Regions from separate parts of the Arachis hypogaea genome. Here region 2 is linked to region 1. The links are chromatin contacts, called in public Hi-C maps. All regions are on one chromosome and are shown on one strand. Each heading gives the region's core, a stretch centred on a gene start, on an enhancer-like site or on the middle of the called end of the contact. The rest is flanking DNA. Distances are from core to core; before and after follow the strand shown.

Region 1 (4,683 bases), core at 1,119-3,618:
AAAGAACAACTCTTTTCTGATGTGAAAGATCAGGCAATACTGTAATTACAGAGCATATTTAGATTGATGTTTACCCTGAAACTAAATGGCTCTGATATCACTTGTTAGAGATAATTAGAATCAGGTACACTCCTAGCATACTAAACCCTATGAGCGTGAGTGGAAGCGCACCAAAACTGATGTAGAATACCACCAGTAAATACAACAAGTAAAACTGTAAACGTTGTCATTTCGTACAGGTGAATGATAATTATATAGGTAAATAATACTATAAGAAAAATTTCAGGTATACCGAAAATACCGGTGTTTCAGTTATTTTAACCGTTGATCTAAATTATAAAAAATATATATAATATATATTAATTGAAATCTACGGTTAAAACAACTGGAACACCTGTATTTCCGGTATACCTGAAACTCTTCCAATACTATACCGTAAACAGTATCCGTACAATGAACACTGAAATATGTATACTATGTCAGCAACAGAATAACACCCTCAATTTAACGTAAAAACTCCAAAATTATCGAAAAAACTCCAAAAAATATCCACTATATTCAATCATAATTATAATAGAGTGTGATAACAGTAAAATACTCTTTTACTATAACTAGAATGAGACCCGCGCATCAATGATAGTATATAATAAATATTAAAAATTATTATATTTTGTAGAATTAAATTAAATATGTGTAAACTAAAGTTAAATTTAAAAGGTGTTTTGTTTAAAATAATTTGTAGTATAAAAGATTTGAATGTTAGAGTTGTACAAAGTGGCATTTTTATTTGGTGGTTTGATTTTTGCATTTATTTTTGTCGATGAATTTAGTCTCCTTATGTGGGTGGCGCTAGTCGTCCTTTTTCTGTCATAGATTCTTGTGAAGGTATGTTCTTTATGAATTGTTGAGTTATATGCACTTTCTATTATGTTATTTGTTCTATCTTTGCATGTATGTTCTTCTTTTGAAGATGTATATTGAATTTGTATGATTTTCTTTCTCCTTAATCTCTTGATATGCATGCAGTTTTTCAATGGCATTTACAATAAAAAGAACAAAAATGTGTAGAATTTTTTTATTAAATAAGTTATTTTTAATAAGAATAGTTGAAATAGTATAAAGTGAAATTACCTGTTAATATTTTTCTTTGACCCACTCTGTCGGACAATGTCTCAGGTATTGCAAATTCAAAATAGTGTTGGAAAATGTTCGATTTAAAAATACAATAAATATGTTTGTTTTGTACCTTTTTCATCTAATATAATCATTTCTAAGTAAAGAAACTCTTCTTCATTAGTGGGTGTTAATGTTTTCTATAGATGAACCACACGAACTTTGATAAACTAATTGTCTATTTGTTTGGTGATATTGTCTAAAGAATGATGCTCCATTGAGTAAGTTTGAGATGTTGTGTAGTGCGAAAATAAATTTCTTGTGCTAAATTTAATGTTATTTGAAGAAATAGTGATAAGAGACTATATAAGTAGTTCAAATAGTATGAAATTTGAATATTTGTAACGTTAAATTCATTACGATTAATAGATTATTATGACATTTGTAATATGAATGTTTATTATATTTAATGAGTAATTTATAAAAATTAATAAATTAATTATTGGGGTTATAAATTTAATGTAATGTTTATAACGGTAAAATATAATAAATATAGGGATATTAATTCTGGTAGGTTACAAATTTGGTTAGATACTATTAATTTTTAATTATTGTCATTGGTAATTTTGCAGTCTAATTTGTATATATTTATATTACTTGTATATTTTTTTGTATATTTTATTTTTTGCTGATTTGGAAATAATAGTTGATTTGACTAAACTTGAGTGGTTGATTCTAAAATGTTGCTAAGTAAGCGATATTGCTGACATGGTATTAGTAGGAGAAAAAAAGATGTATTAAAAAAAATATGAATAAACTTATACATCTACTTTTATATATTAAGAATAGATTTATAACGACTAATGAATATTAAAAATTTTACCTAAAATCTAGTGTTTATTCCTCAACACTCTAATTTTATATCACACAGCTTTTCTAATATTACACTCACTAGAAGAGAATTTATTTCATAGAAATTATGAATGGCTTCTGTTTCAATTTTTTCTTTTTCAATTCGGTGGCTACTTGCACCGTTTCTTTCTTTTATTTTACTAACTAGCCAACAATGTTGACTTTTATTGCAAAAAGACAAGCCACACTCGTACGGTTTCAACATTGTTATCATACTTTTCCTAATTAATAACTAACATATTTGAAATTCAATTCACTTAAGTGAAACCGACCTGATTTCGTTGACCATCATATCAGTAACCACTTCTAAGATGTCTTGCAGCAACACTACCACTGTATTTCGCTTGGATGGATCCGCATCTTTCTGTGATAAGAAAGCATGGCACAAGTTTACATATACAAAGTCAAGACACCGTTCAAGAATACAATCTACAGAATTATATTATATTAGCAAATTGGTAGGAACTTCATGCCTAGAGATTTACATTCTCTTAAATAAAAAACTTAATTTGAGAAAAATTAGTTCCCAATAACTGAGATGCGAGAGAAAAAAAAAATTGAAAATTAAGCTTTACATTCAATAATGATCTGAGTATGTGTCTCCCTCAATAAGTTAAAAAAAGTGATCAAATACAGTTATTGTTGCGTAGAGGCTTTATATAAGAAAGAATAGAGATTAGAGATGAATATTCTAAATGACTCACCAAGATTTCCACAAGTTCCACAAACTTTTTAAAAAGGAAAGGTAAAAAGCTCATTCGGAAATTGGTAGTAAGTGTATTCTTTGATATGTTGTTCTTAACTTCTTTAGTGATGATAGAAATTATCCTGCTCCAGCACAATAAATTCATAAGTGCTGATAATGATTCAATTTTAATGATATTTCATAAGGCATCTTCAATCACATGTGCTACTAAATAAAAACAACAAATAGCATATAGAATGATCCTTTGTATCAGCACAAGAAAGAAGGAAAAGAAAAAGGAAAAAAGAACCCTTAATGGTACCTCTTTTCATTTTCACCGACAACCAAATCACGAAGAACATGTTTAAGAGATTGATAACATTCGATCACAGCACACTTCATATATTGATCTGCACTTATGCGCTTCCAAAGATCAGAGTCCTTTCCTCGAAATTGAGTTGCCATATCCAGAGCTACAGGAATCTGTAAAGGCTACAGTCAATCACATGAGCTGGTCAAACATAAAAATATTAAAATCCAGTGATACAGACCTTGCTTGCAAGCAAAAACGGTGGCCACTGAATTGTTTTCAGACGAGAATCTGAAGAGTAAGGAACCAGCAAAAGGTCCATTTCCCTGGATTATGCAAGCACTTAGTAATAAGTGACGAGCATAGTAAATAAGGATGAAGGAGAAAGTAATAGAAGCCAGGCAAGAGCAACTAAAGACATTTTCTTTGAGGCCTTGCCTATCACTAATGAGATCTTCCTCACGAAAACTGCAAATAATTTCATTCCATAATTGGGCAAATTTGGCAGCTTCACTTCTTCTGCTAGCAGAAATCTATACAAGCATGAAAATTGAAGTGAAGAGAATAACGAGATTTATTTTTAATGTACTAAGCAATGAAAATGTGGTAGACCTCATCAAATTTCTTTGAGAAAGAGAATTTCTTTCCTTGCTTCTTTTGGGAAGGAACCAAGTATGTGTTGAATGCACCAGGCAATGACTGGAACCGTGATCTCAGCATGCTCATAGTGTGTATCTGTATAACCAAATGGATAATAACAACATTAACTGAATATCAAAGCATTACTGTGAACTGATTATTCCATAAAAAGTTTTCCCATCTCAAGTTCACCCTTAAATGAAGAGGACAGTCCAAGTTTATCAACAAGTTGGAGACTTTGGAATTCATAAAACTGTTGTAAATGATTATCCAGCATCATATGTCTCCAAATTGCTCCTTTAAATTTCTCAAATTGATTACATATGTTTGATTGTTAGTATGTGAGTGTGTGTTGAAAAAATGTAGAAAGCAGAAAAGGTTATGTATCACAAATCCTGTTCAGAAATAGCAAGCTAAAGAAAGGATAAAATTGATAGCGGCCTCTCCTAGATTTTGGTCCATAACTGAAAACTAAGGTCCAAGTTTCTTTACCGATTGGATACTTCAGAAGTTCATAAAAACATAAGCAGATGATGATCCAGTACTATGTATCCAAAAGGATCCTAATCATTTTTCATCTTGATTAAATAAGTTCAATTTTTAGTTAGATGCGCAAGTCTGCATTAGTTTATCATAAATACTCCTCAGACATTGCTAGTAATATGACAAAATTGATTACGACCTCTCCTAGACGATCAAAGGCTCCAATAACACCACCATACAAAGTTGAGAAGACTGCGTACCAAATTTGTGCATCCATGAAATAAACCTGTATTGAAAATTCAAATAACGACATAAAATTTCTGATAACTTATCTGAACAAGTGAAAAGATTAATATATGAACATAAACATGAAAATATAGCATTAGCACCATGAGTACAGGAGCCCAGAGTGCAACGACTGCGCTATAGTTATGTCGAGCTGCATAGACCAGAAAATATTAGATCAATAAAATGAATAGCATGCTACAATACAAGGTAATCATGAAGGGGCAAAAAAAGAAGAAAAGGAGCAGGAGGAGGA
Region 2 (4,683 bases), core at 1,267-3,766, 71 kb before region 1:
AGTCCTGATCTCGCTTCCAACCTGCATTGTAGTTTTCTTGTAGCCATGGCAATAATCAGAATCGCCGACACTCGGCTGAGTTCGTATCTGATCATGGGGGATGCATTTTCATGCATTCCAACAAGTTGCTGCTGATCTGCCCATATATTCACAAAGTCATCTGCTACTTGCCCATCAAGCATAATTTCTAGCAACCAGTTGATGTTATCGACTTGTCTTGAGATTCGCTCAATCAAAGTCTTGCTCGAATCTTTTTTTACCAAGAAACTTCTGGGAGGGATTGTGTCAGACGTCTCCTCAAAGAGGCTAACAAGTGAAGCCAGACATGAGCGGCAAACAGCATAGAGATCCTCCTTGCTGATGTCAAGATGGTTCTTCCCATAGACCGAGCTTTTACACAGAAGACCCTTCATCAGAGACTTGAGTTCAATTCTTGCATTGGCATCCTCACAAGTGCTGATAGACCAAACTAGTTGCCGCGCTATATTTGGCAGGAATTGGGAATCCGTTGAATCATGCAAGTACAGTCTTGCTAGAATGTCTCTTGCAGTTGCATCATCAAACTTAAATCTTGTGAAGAGGCTTCTCAATTTCTCCTCTTCCTCCTCCGTCCAAGGAACAGCCTCAAGGTATTTCAAACAGGACAAAACCCCCTTGTTGAACATGATGCCTGCCGAAACCTATTCAATATCATGTCAAAGGCTATAAAAACTCATAACATTAAAGTCTCAACTATATGAAATTTGTTTTGACAGAAGAAACTCAATTTTGTGTGTTAACTCTTATGCCTTGTTCTTAATTCCTTTTCAAGGTATGTAGAGTATATGGTTTTTTCTAACACGTAACAAAGCAACAATAGACAAAGGCATAAGAGAATATCGAAACAGAAGAAATTGAATGGCACAAAAACGAACCTCCAAAATGTCAATGGATCGATAGACTCCAACCTTGATGAGCTTCTTTGTGACATCATCGTCATCTTCGAACATAAGCTCGATGGTGTCTCTGAAAACACCTAAGTTCTCAACTGCAGGAACCTCCATTCTACACATCTTGGGTGCTTCACTCGAATTCTTCAGCGACAAACCCTTCTTGTAATCGCCAACCAAATCCGCAAAAACCTCCGAGTTCGCGCTCAGAACTCCCGAATCAACCTCCAGAACCATGCAACTTCCTCTCTTCCCTCTCAAAGTCAATCTCACATCAAAGCCATTCTTGTTGACTCCTTCAACAGAACTGGAACTGGAACCTGAGCCCAAAATCTCCGGCGGCGACGACCGGAAACTCGGCGCAGTGGGAGCACGGAAGCTTGCGGATCGTAGTCCAGGTTCGGGCTCAATCGTGACGGCAGGATCGGAGTCGATGGGAGAGACCCTTCCGGGAGAGAGGATCCGGCGAGGGTCAATCCGAGAGACGATGGGGAAGGGGGATTTAGGGGAGTTGGGGATGGAGGCGAGCGTGGTGTGCTTCGATAATGATGAGAGCGTTTCGGTTTTGTTGCGGGGCGATTTGGTGTGAGAGAATGAAGAGTTTTCGGGGCTCGCCGGAGGGGTGGTAAATGAGCAGCACCACGTCCGCCGCCGGGAAACGAGCTTCCGGTCTCTACGGGACGACAAGTAGTCCATTTTGGGGCGGGCGAGTCACAGACTCAGTTGCGCCACTGAGTTAGTGAGCGAGTACGAGTTATAGTGAAAATGCAAATGGGAGAGGAGCTGAGCTGACAGCCTAGTGTCACGAGAGATGATGCCTATTTTTTGGTGTCATGAGTTGCCTATTTGTTTTCTTGCGGTCGGATGGCCTTTTCATTTTTGAGGTGAAAGTGGTAGTTAGAAACAGAAACCAATTGATAATTGTACTTCACTCGCAACAATGCGACAAGTGAAGTCAAGTATCCATCAAAAGGCGCTGCCAACGCTCAAGCAAGGAATTCACAATTCACTGACTCCCCGTGTGAACCAATGTTCAATGTTCAAGCAAATATTTACTTCGGATTAGGGTAAACACAAAACACTATCTTTGGACTTGACCGCTTGTGTTAAGGTAAGTGAATAAGTCTCTTAGATAATAGGACACAAAACACTATCTGCATATTAGTTCATTCATAATGGATTCGAAAGTCGGTCATTTTAGGCCTATTTACTTGACGGGCTTCATCGTGACAAGCCCAAGCTGTCCCAAATTCAAACAGCACCCAAGACCCAAGTTCTTTGTAGTTTATACTTTATGCACTACTTTAGGCCTCAAACCCAAACTGAAAATGCCACGTGCATGGCATATAACATACATGACCATCATGCATGAATTAACCTTCTCTCACAGCGTCACTCACCCACGGGGAAAAAAAATGTAAGGAAGTTACATGATTGAAAGCGCTAGAAAGAAGAAACTTTGGGAGCGAGATGTATGCAAATATAAAGATAGAGAGAGCCATACGCGATATGAGATGCAACAGAATTATTGGTTACAAGGGAATATAATATATGAATGAATAGAATAAAATAAAATCATATATGATACATCATATACATGGGTTTGAAAGCATCCAGATCTTGATATGATATATAGATCTAAGCGTCGCCATCAAGCATGATACGCCTCCATAACGAGCGTCCACGTTCCACAAGACCATAACTGAGTCAATGACGTCCACCAAACCTCATTGGCGGTGCCTTCCTAACACGTAATCTCTATTTCGCCCCCCAAATTTCCCCTTTTAGGAACCATACAAAACACGTTCCCCACTCCTATTCTATGTAAATTCTCTCTGTTTGTACTATGGTCTCCATCACACGACACCTGTCCCCAACACACCCCACTTTTTGTGCGCCACGTGCACCCCTTCCCTCTTCCCTCGCCACGTTGCTCTTGCGTGGTCCACCCTCTCATGCTTAGCCGCCACTGTAGACCACCGTGCTTCTCGTCCCCCCTTCCTCCACAACTATATATAAACCACTCCATTTCAATTTGCTTGTACTCTTTCTCACACAACGGATTTATATTTTCAATCACAATCGATATAGTTGCTTGGTGACCGACTTCTAATCATTCATGTTAATAGTATTTGGCGTTTCAATTCGACATACACAAAGAATTAAAACAAGAGAATATATAATGGAGGCACCGATGGTATCCATTGAACGGAGTTCATCGATTGAAAGGGAACCCAGAACTCTCAGCATCGACCAACTTGAATCCGCAAGGGTTAGGAAGTGCTTTCTAATTATCTCTCTTTTATTTCATTATTATTTTATTTCTTAGCTTCCGATCCACAACTATATATGCCTAATATGGGATGTTATATATTGTTATGGAATTTACAGAATTTAGCGATGTACATATTGAATACAAAGCCTATAGAAGAAGCTTCCAGAATTTTCACAGAGGTAATTGCTTAATTAATTATTCTCCGCTAGTTTCTTTCATTGTAGAGATTTCGCTGTTGGTAATATTATGGATATATTGGGCAGTTACTCTAAGAATAAACCAAAATATTAGTCTTACAGAATTGTGAATTTATCTTTTTGGTGGTTTTATATATTTTAAAACAAAATAACTTGTCATTTCAAATAAGGCAATTGCTAAAAAATTAGAGGATATATTATTATTTTCGAAAAAATGTTAAGGGTGGTTAACCCTTTTTATAAATGCTGGCAAAATAATAGGCAAAAATAATAAAAGTATTAGTTATGTATTATTTTTAGTTTTTTTTTTTTTTTACATTATTACATAATAAGTATAAGTATACACATTTTAAGTTTTTTTTTTTATCTATTTAATTGGATTATAAAATATTGTATTTTTATTAAATTTTAGATAATGTATGCTTTTTTTCATAAAATTTAGATTTTAAATCATTTATTTATTTAAAATGTAAAATTATTGAAAAATATTGGTATAGTTTTAGAGTAATAGTAATCTTTATATCTCTGTATTACGTACTGGAGGCATGCACACGGCTAGGGTGGATCAGATAATGGAGTTCCCATGCATGAGAACTTGCACTATATCCATATTTTAATTGTCGAATATATTTTAACATATTTTAAAAAATTTAATCCATCATATCTTCTCCTTGTATGACTCTCTATATATGTATATTGGGTACCGTTACTCAAAAGGGAATATGAACGTACGACTGCTGAATTTTTTTATTTAGGTGTTAGATAATTAAAAAAATAATTTTTAAGAAGATAATTATCTGGATGTATAATTTTATAGCTAATAGTTTTAATTTTAGATAGTGAATATTTTTAATGACATGATAATATATTAAGTGTAAAATTTAATATAAAATATATATTAAAAATGTTTTGGAATAATTTTATAGCAGATAGTATTAGTTTTAGATAGTGAATATTTTTAATGACATGATACTATATTATTTATTTTTTTAAATTTAAAATTTATATATATTTTTTTAAAAATTCAGTATATAACAAAATTAATTAGTTATTAAAATATAAGATATTAAAATATAAAATATAATTAAAAATAAATTAAACAAAATAATATTTTAAAAAATTAGTTAGGTTTACCGACATGATAATATATTATGGATGGTTTCTTTAAAAAAAATTTAAAACGAAAAGTAAATTATATATATATATATATATATATATATATATATATTTTAAATTTCAATGAGAACACTTGTCTAATTTTTTGGCCGAGCAGTAGTTTAAT

The links. Hi-C and Micro-C count contacts between places; a contact is called where the count stands out from the background.
Region 2: a contact with region 1 is called in a Hi-C map of leaf, with 4 times the contacts expected there. The contact joins the promoter of LOC112733097 here to the enhancer-like site in region 1. A contact is called at or near these places in 3 of 8 Hi-C or Micro-C datasets (leaf and an unstated tissue).

What each region holds. Positions count from the first base shown.
Region 1 is chr13:123,360,361-123,365,043 of arahy.Tifrunner.gnm2.J5K5, reverse strand. It overlaps LOC112733092 (callose synthase 5), which reads right to left. Exons shown (of 42, transcript XM_072210856.1): 19 at 4,532-4,581; 20 at 4,342-4,428; 21 at 3,633-3,755; 22 at 3,459-3,553; 23 at 3,262-3,346; 24 at 3,033-3,193; 25 at 2,730-2,853; 26 at 2,294-2,389. Among protein-coding and RNA genes, the nearest start is that of LOC112733092, 13 kb to the right of the region's middle. Within about 2 kb of position 2,368, at least 2 of the 3 cell types and tissues checked have open chromatin away from gene starts, as enhancers often do.
Region 2 is chr13:123,431,309-123,435,991 of arahy.Tifrunner.gnm2.J5K5, reverse strand. LOC112733097 (BTB/POZ domain-containing protein At2g13690) reads right to left here and starts at 2,516. Exons shown (of 2, transcript XM_025781969.3): 1 at 915-2,516; 2 at 1-680. The coding sequence starts at 1,625. It overlaps LOC112733099 (a long non-coding RNA gene), which reads left to right and starts at 2,698. Exons shown (of 4, transcript XR_011869936.1): 1 at 2,698-3,201; 2 at 3,321-3,383.